Regions from separate parts of the Mus musculus genome. Here regions 1 and 2 are each linked to region 3. A link is a contact called in public Hi-C and promoter capture Hi-C data. All regions are on one chromosome and are shown on one strand. Each heading gives the region's core, a stretch centred on a gene start, on an enhancer-like site or on the middle of the called end of the contact. The rest is flanking DNA. Distances are from core to core; before and after follow the strand shown.

The links. Promoter capture Hi-C pulls out the DNA fragments that hold promoters and counts their contacts. A called contact is a pair of places that touch in the nucleus more often than the background predicts.
Region 1: a promoter capture Hi-C map of fetal liver shows a contact between it and region 3, with 7 times the contacts expected there. The contact joins the promoter of Mthfd1 here to the promoter of Fntb in region 3. A contact is called at or near these places in 8 of 39 promoter capture datasets (the 3T3-L1 cell line, 3T3-L1-derived adipocytes, fetal liver and 4 more), 2 of 484 Hi-C or Micro-C datasets (CD4 T cells and regulatory T cells), 4 of 115 datasets of contacts at active chromatin or transcription factors (the SCID.adh cell line, embryonic stem cells, memory CD8 T cells and 1 more) and 2 of 9 other capture datasets (adipose tissue and pancreatic islet).
Region 2: a contact with region 3 is called in a Hi-C map of B cells, with 11 read pairs. The contact joins the enhancer-like site here to the promoter of Fntb in region 3. A contact is called at or near these places in 3 of 484 Hi-C or Micro-C datasets (B cells, CD4 T cells and CD8 T cells), 3 of 115 datasets of contacts at active chromatin or transcription factors (memory CD8 T cells, pro-B cells and stem cell-derived neural progenitor cells) and 2 of 9 other capture datasets (adipose tissue and liver).

What each region holds. Positions count from the first base shown.
Region 1 is chr12:76,253,970-76,256,669 of GRCm38.p6, forward strand. Mthfd1 (methylenetetrahydrofolate dehydrogenase (NADP+ dependent), methenyltetrahydrofolate cyclohydrolase, formyltetrahydrofolate synthase) reads left to right here and starts at 1,263. Exons shown (of 28, transcript NM_138745.2): 1 at 1,263-1,575. The coding sequence starts at 1,535.
Region 2 is chr12:77,535,890-77,538,589 of GRCm38.p6, forward strand. No RefSeq gene overlaps it. Among named protein-coding and RNA genes, the nearest start is that of Gm35240, 16 kb to the right of the region's middle. Within about 2 kb of position 1,407, at least 57 of the 459 cell types and tissues checked have an H3K27ac peak or open chromatin away from gene starts, as enhancers often do. A contact at or near this core is called in B cells, CD8 T cells, memory CD8 T cells and 1 more, where this site is marked.
Region 3 is chr12:76,836,154-76,838,853 of GRCm38.p6, forward strand. It overlaps Fntb (farnesyltransferase, CAAX box, beta), which reads left to right and starts at 1,314. Exons shown (of 12, transcript NM_145927.2): 1 at 1,314-1,498. The coding sequence starts at 1,355.

The DNA of each region.
Region 1 (2,700 bases), core at 13-2,512, 580 kb before region 3:
TGGCTGCCTTCCTGAGCGCTCAGAGAATAAAGCTTTCATTTTTAAGCTTCCTGAGTCTGAAATAAGTTTTCTCGGCTTGTACCTCGAACCCAACAGTAAGAATCCAGCCCAGTTCCAGCGGCAGAAAAAGCAAAGTCAAGGCAGTGGCTCTGATGTATTCCTCTACCACCAGGCTCCCGAGGACATGGCCAAACTCATTTCTGCACCAGGGCAAATGGGGAGGGATGCCAGCCTTGCTGGCATCTAGCTGATGAACAAAGTAGTCTCTGCTTCAATACTGATTTGGTCCGCTGAGACCAGAGGATCACTCGTCCTGAACTCTGCTCCCTTCACGCTGATGAAGCCCCACGCTTCTGCTCTGAGGTCCCTCTTAGCTGCTGGGCTGAGCCTGCTTTTGGGCTTCAACCCTGGGAGGATAGCAGGTTTTAGTTATGGAAGGCTGGGTTCAGTAGTAGCGAACTTGTCTCTATGTCAAGGCTGTGGATTGATCGTCCCTGCTGTTACTAGAATTGCGAGCCAGACCCTGGGCTCTGAGAATCTAATAAACCAGGTTAGTCACCATCCTTAATAAGTCGATTAAACAAGTAATGGTAAGATATAGAAAAAGGAGATTTATTCAATACGGCCACATTGGGAAGAGGGACAAAGAGAAGTCTTATCTTCTGAGTTCTAATATGAAACTGAGGTTTAAGTAAAGAGTCAGACTTGATATAGAGTTGAACAGTGAAGGTCGAGGTGTGGACCTGTCCATTACTGTCTTGGCTTCAGTCCTGCAAGGTGATCTCTGAAATCTCTTTCCCCGGAAACAAATTTCTACTCTGGCTGGTGGAAAAGCAATTCCCTGGAGTGCTTCCTCCGCAGATGGCTAACCAGAGGGACACAATTGCCTCGTTAAGGATAGCCTCACTCTTGCTAGGAGGGTAACAGAGAGGCAGTTATCCCAGGTGTTCCCCACCACACTCTGAAAGCTAGGGCCTATGACAACGTGGAAAGCCGCATTGCCTGCTCCAGGTCAGTAGCCGGAATCAGCTTAAGGCCTCCAAGATCCTGCCCGGAGAAGCCAGTACGATCCAAAATCACACTGCTTTGCAGGACTCTGTCGCCGCAACCTAGGTCACGCAAACTTGCTCAGACAGGCCCATTCCTGCCCGGACTCCGCCCAGTTCCACCGCGCCCCCTACACACTATCTCTGATTGGCTAAAAGCGAGGCGGGAAGCTCCCGGCTCATCAGAGGCGGGCTCCACACAGGCTCTTTCCGCAGCCAGTCATTGCCGCCAACCAGTCTTTGGTGACAACCCTCTTGCTGCCTGGGCCCACCGGCTCCCGCAGACGCTCCTGGGCCTCCTCTGTCAGCGGGTCACGACGTCTTTCCGGGTCGCCTGCGCACCTTCGCTGCTGAGCGCGACGCAGGCGCACTAGCTGATTTCTCCCGGGAGGTCCCTGAGCACGTGGGTTGTGCTGTCCTGCGCGCGCGGAGCGACTGGAACCTGATTTTTGCTGGTGTTCACCGTGGGTGGCAGACTAGCAAAGGCCATGGCACCAGCGGGAATCCTGAACGGGAAACTGGTTTCTGCGTAAGTACTTGCCAGTGATAGTGGTGGTGGGCTCAGAGCAGGGCGTGCAGATCCCCAAGCGCCTGGGCTCTGCAGGAGAGGTGCTTAGATGGGGTTTGCGGGAAGAGAGGACATCGACACGGGCTCCTAGAATCTGAAGACTGGTTTCCTGAAGCCAGAGAAACACATGCCCGGCCCAATGTGCAATTGCAATAGACTGCCTGGGGTGGCTGCATTCCTAGGTTTGGCGGCAAGTCCTGACCTGACCTTGTTCTCAAAAGTGTAGCTGCTGGCATCATTCTGCCTAGACACGGGCTACCTGAGGAGTCCAACCTCAGAAACCCAGCATAGCCGCTTGTCTGGCAATTTGGTGGTGATTCGGTTGTGGCAAGATTTGACACGGGTGATTGGTCAAATCAGAGAGAGGGTCTCTTTCTAATTTTTTGTTTGTTTGTTTTCTGACAAAGGGTCTCTCCACGGAGCCCTGGCTGTCCTGCAACTTACTCTGTAGACCATGCTGATCTTGAACTCACAGAGATCCCCTCCTGCCTCTGCCTCCTGAGTGCTGGGATTAATGGCTTGGGCTACCACACCTGGCCTAGAGGGTTTCCTCTAATTCAGCGCATTCCTCATTACACCAAATGCTGTCTTTTTTTCTCTTTCACCCCGCCGGCTTCACTTCCAAGGTATCGCACAGGCAAGGCAAGCGCCGCACCACTCAGCTACTACGCCAGCGCTCGCTTGCTCTACCCTTTAACAGCCTACCTATCCGTCCTGGCGCTAAAGTTACTTTTCAGTTTGGCTCTTGTGTGCTGACCCTATTCCATATTCCGTCAGACCACCTGTTCTGGCCGTGCAGATTTAAATGCTTAACTAGTGGGAATGTTTGCCAAGTGTCGTCCCAGAGAGTAGCACCCTTTTGCTGTTTGGGAGAGAGGGCTGGGAATTGAGCCCCTAAGTGTGGAGCCCGAAAGTGTGCATAACATCTGGGCTACATTCCTTGCTTTTTGTTTAGGGAGTGAGTGTTGGGGACTGCTGAGGAGAGAGAAAGGTCTGTTTTTGTGAACTTGCTGAAGGTTGCTTTTCCGACATTAGGTATCTGGTTATTTATTAACTGCTGGGGCTAGCAGTAAGTGTCCAGTAAAC
Region 2 (2,700 bases), core at 157-2,656, 700 kb after region 3:
TGAGTCGTGCATTTTACAAGGGGAGAAATGGATTGTCCTGACCCTGTTTTATGGTGTGGCTGTTTAGTACAGCAGAGAATACTGTTTTGAAGCACCAGCTGCAGGCAGCCTGCAGGTCTTCGGTCACTTCAGGTGAGCAGCAGGCATTTTGATTTTCTAGACGTGACAGCACAAATGATGTGCAGCCCCCATCTTCTCTAACTCCTTGCTTCCAGCCCATCCCTGATTCAGGATGGGATCAGAGGACCATCCCATTTCTGGAGGGGAAACTCTCTTGCCTGCGTTCCTAGCCTGACCTTGCGGGTTGTTGTCGATGTCTGCCAGGCTGATTGATTACTCTTGCATTATTTGCCTGTGTACAACCAGAAATATCTAAGAGATAGAGTTCTTCTGTCCTCACCAATAGCTACCGGAAAGCCTCTGGGTGCCATGAAGTGGGCAAAGCCACCACAAGTCTGCACAATCGCCTGTGCACTTGGTATGTACATGGCTATTTATGGTTTGTATATGTGTCCTGTAACTCACTTGGCCATCCCACACCTACTGGGCACTAACCATATGCCAGGCACTGTGCTAGAAACTGCTGATAGGAAAATGGCTGAAAGGCACCCCAGTCTTAAAGCCCAGTGTGAAAAGAAAGACAGAGCCATAAACACACAGTAGTAGTGCAGTGTGATAAGGGCAAGAGGAGGAGGGAGTATGGCCAAAGACAATTAAATATTGTTCAATCTCAAATGGTATACCAGAAAAGGAATGGTAGTTTATTGAGTCTCATAGGACTCTAGAGGTGCTCTTTGGTTGTTAAGCCCTTAGAGCTGAGTCCTGGCCATGGGACTCAGCAGTGATTTTTCCTGGGGGGGGGGGGGGACTTACTTAAATTTGCCCTAGCAAACAACAACTTGCCAGAGAAGCTGCACTATCCAAGTCCAGCTTGGTGAACCAATAGGTTAATTGGGGTTACTTATAAGAATATGAGACAAGGAGTTACGTATAGGAGCATGGGTGATTATTACGAAAACTCCGTCCTTGGAATTCTCGGCACAACTTAGAGGCAGTCACACCACTGAGAAGGCTCTCTTCCCCAAACAGTTACCTCTTATTCAACATCAAAGAAAGGGCCTTTGTGAACCCTGTTTTGTGTTCTGTGAGCTGAGTCTTGCAAATTTCTTGAGCCTTCTGGGTTCTCCCCATCCATCCATAAAGGAACAATTCAATCCCAGTGATGAGGGAGGAGCAGCAAAGGGCAGTGGGTGCCAGGCGAGCAGGAACAAATGACAGCAAGGTCCCTTTGCCTAGAGTTCCTAGGCAGGTCTGAGGTTCTTGGGCTGCCTGGACCACAGAGTCCTCCGTTCTTCATAGGAAGTGATGAACCACAATCAACAACTGCAGCTGTCAACAGACTTAGCCTGCAAAGCGGCTAAGGAGTTGACTGTCATGTCTGGCCAACTTTGTCCCCTCTCTAGTTCCTTGTTTATGCTCAAGGACACCAAGTACTTTCTATCTGTGAAGGTACTTCCTGTCTTTCTGTAGGGGGTGCCTCTCCCTGGAGGCCGTACTTGGTCTACAGTCCTGATGAGTTTCAGACAAATAGGGCCGCATCTTGATTCATACCACTTAGAGCTAAAACATCTTCCAACAAACGGGAATTGCTGCTGTAGGGAGCTTCAGACAATGTTCTTTTCATTAATTAAAATGACAGGGAGCTATTCAGCCCTCAGCTCAGAACTGTCTCTAAAAGATGATTAGGTATTCAGGGTTGTCACACGATATGCCTCAAGGCACTCTGGGAAGTGGGGGGGGGGAGCTGGGAGTGAAGCAGAGCCTGTAAGCACTAAGAAAAGAGATAACCCTTTTAGAAGCTGGCATGGGCCAAGGTCAGATGCAATGTCATAGTGCTTAGTTGGTTCCTCTTAGGACGCCCTTCCCATTGTTACTTGGCCAAAGGAAAGGGGCAGTGACTAAGTGGAAAGCAAACCAGACCAGAAATTGGAAAGTTAGAAGTCTAGATTCAGCTCTGCTCTGTGTCAAAGGAATCACTTGCCTGGGTAAAGCCAATGCTGTGCCTTAGTTTCCTTGCCTGTGAAATGGGTTGGCCCACACTTGCAAGCTAAGAGGGCCACCCAGGATATTATGTATCTGAGAATCATTTCTTGGCTCACCTGTAAATGAGAATACATCCAATCTCTAGGCCATTTCCAGCCCCACAATCAACAAGCTATTGAAAGATGAAAATATTATGACCCCCAAATACTTGGTATTAGTATTATGCTTTTATTATTCTCCATGGTAACCTAAGTATTTTTATAAAATGCTTAATACTTCACTGTTTTCCACTGGCTGGTACTTAGCAGAAAGGAGCAAAGCAACCCAAAACCTGTGGCTGGTCAGAATGCCTTCTCTAGGGATCCGTGTCATGGCCACCTGCTTGAAAAGGAAGACTCTGTGGCCAAGTAAATCCCAAAGGACATTGCCATCATGTCCCTCTATCCAGTGACGAACGCTCATTCAACTTGAAGATGAATATTTTACCTCAGGGTTAGATGTTACAGGGAAGAAAAGCAATGGTGCTTTAAGTCAGATCAAAAATTTAAAACCCTCTGTTTGTGGATGGTACAAAAGAGAGGTAAGACATGGTCCCTTACATTCATGCCAACTAGGCAGGGCCCATGAACAGGAAGTACCCACCAGGGATGGGTTAGA
Region 3 (2,700 bases), core at 64-2,563:
AATTTAATTAGAACTCAGTTTCTTCTGTCAGTTTCAAAGACATTTTTATTTTCTTTCCTTTCTAATTTCGAAAAATTTCATTCTGTGTGTGAGCCTGTATTTACTGTGCCTTCTCTTTTCTTTAAAGTTCTAGTTTGTTTCCTTTTTTTGTTTAATTGTTTCTGAAGAGAGAGAGAGAGAGAGAGAGAGAGAGAGAGAGAGAGAGAGAGAGAAGATGTGGAGTTGGGTGGATGGGGAAATTGGGAGGATTTGGGTGAGGGAAACTGTGATTTGAATATATTGCATGAAAAAATCATTTTCAAATATATACGTATGTATATATATATGAAACAGTAACATTAAAAACGTGTATGGGTATTTTGCCTGCATGTGCACATGTGCATTACTTGTGTGTATGTTGTCTGTGGAGGCCAGAAAAGGGCGTCAGATCCTCTGGACCTGGAGTTATGGGTGGCTGTAAGTCTCCAGGTGGCTGCTTGGAATCCTGTGGCGCTGCAGCCCCTGCTGAGCCACCCGTCCAGGCCTGACTCTATTATTATTTTCTGTCATACCATAATTGGAAGCTGTCAAATATTTATGTTCACTTATTTAATTCTGCCTATTCCTCAAAAATGAAATTCAGATGTAATCTAAGGAAAAGGGCATTGTAATTTTGTTCACTTCTGCATTCCTGGGCTCTGGCACGGAACAAGTAGCAGGAGCTCCATGAATATTTGTTGATATTTCTTTGGATGATGCATTTACACTCATTTCTTCTATGGTATTTTAGTTTCTTTTAGTTTCTGCCATTGCACTGTAACCTCCAAAGGAGAAAATTACAGTACTACATTTCTCTATCTCTGAGTATTGAGACCTGCAATTCTGCTAATGCACAGAAAAGCTGAGGCTTCTCCTAAGAGGCTGTCAAGGACCCAAAGGTGCATGGTAATTCTATTAGTTAATAGCGTGACTGAGGTACTCAAGAGAGATGTCAGAAATGCTTTTTTTTTTTTTTTTTTTTTTTAGGTTACATTCTTAGGGTTCTTGAACAGCTGAAATCGCAAGCTACTGCATTACAATTAGGCGAGAGCGAAACGTTGACGTTTTCTTTTTTATTATTTGCATAACGAACCGAGGCATCCTAGATCTCCTTTCTCCAGAAAGCTGATCTCCTGCAGCAGCTCATCTGTCCGACGGGGGGCGGCAGTATCCCAGTAACTCACTTCTTGAAGATGTGTAGGTGGGAGGAGAGATTCGCGTTCAAAATCTTTTTGACTCTACGGACTTTCCGTAGCGCCTTAGCCCGCTCGAGTTTCAATGCGCGTTGTTGCTGGATGAAGCTGAGTCCTATACAGCGCTCGCAGCTCTCCCGATCATGGCTTCTTCGAGTTCCTTCACCTATTATTGTCCTCCATCTTCCTCCCCTGTTTGGTCAGAACCGCTGTATAGTCTGAGACCTGAGCACGTGCGGGAGCGGTTGCAAGACGACTCAGTGGAAACAGTCACATCCATAGAACAGGTGAGGTGGCAGGACTGGGCGAGGCGCCCGCGCGGGGCCTTCTGGGAGTAGGAGTCCCTTTTGTAAGCCCGTCTCGGGGCAAAACTCTCCATGGAACTACAACTCCCGTAGTGCACTGCGCCCCCGCCCCCGAGCTCTAGGCGCCCAGACTGGGGCTTCCGAGTGGAGCGTTTTCGGGGCTTACTTGGGTAGGAGAGGGTTGTTGTCAGGGCTGGGTTTGGAGAACAGGACAGTACCCCTGATCTCTCTGCTTCGGACGTTGTAAAGGATCTTGTTTCGTGTCTGGAGTCCACAGCAGCCTGGGCGGACCAGGTAGTCCGCTCCGTTCTGTTTAGATGTCTTGAGGTTCTAGGACCGACCGCTCACTTTTCTTCACATGTTCGCAGTTTCCGGACATCTAGGGGATCGAACGGCCGGACTGTGGTCATGTCATCCCTAAATCGATTTAATTTCTGACCTATTGGGTCAGGTTGAGGCCTACCTCGTGGTGGGTAACCATTTGAGCACTTGCTGTTGAACGCTGGAAATACAGAAAAAGATAACAGCCCCTAGGCAAGAGCCTGGTTGGGCAAGACAGACTGGAAAACTGTATAGTTCGGAAAGCACAAAAAAGTATGGAGTTTGAACTGCTTGTGATTCACTAAGGCCTAGAGTGTACCAGACATGCCATTTTGAAAAGTGTTTTAAGGTGTGAGTAGTGAGTTGATAGCTTACATTTTTCTCACTCTCCATTTGGAATTGTTCCCAAATCGGTTGTTGTAGAGCTGTTTACCCATCTGTTACTAGAAGTGGTCAGGATGAGTCCTGTCGCTAAGGAATAGGCATTCAGCCACTTACTAAAATAAGATCTTACTAAGATCACTACTCAGGCTTAACTGTGGAGGGACCGGCTTCATCTTATCTTAAAGCTGTGAGCCTCTATTTAGGCAAAACTAGCAGCAAATAATGACTGTATAAAAATTTCAGTTTTTATGTGTGCGAATGTGTGTATGGCATGTGTTTGTACGTGTTGATACCAGGACACACAATATGTGGGTTCGGAAGATCCAACTGAAGTTGGCAGGCTTGCATAGGAAGCACCTCTACCCACTGAGCCATCTCTCTTGCCCTAAAGATTCATAACAGAACAAGGGATTGGACACATGGTTATTCACCTAGTAGCAGAGGGACTGTTTTAATCTTTGAGTCAATGCCTTGTGGGC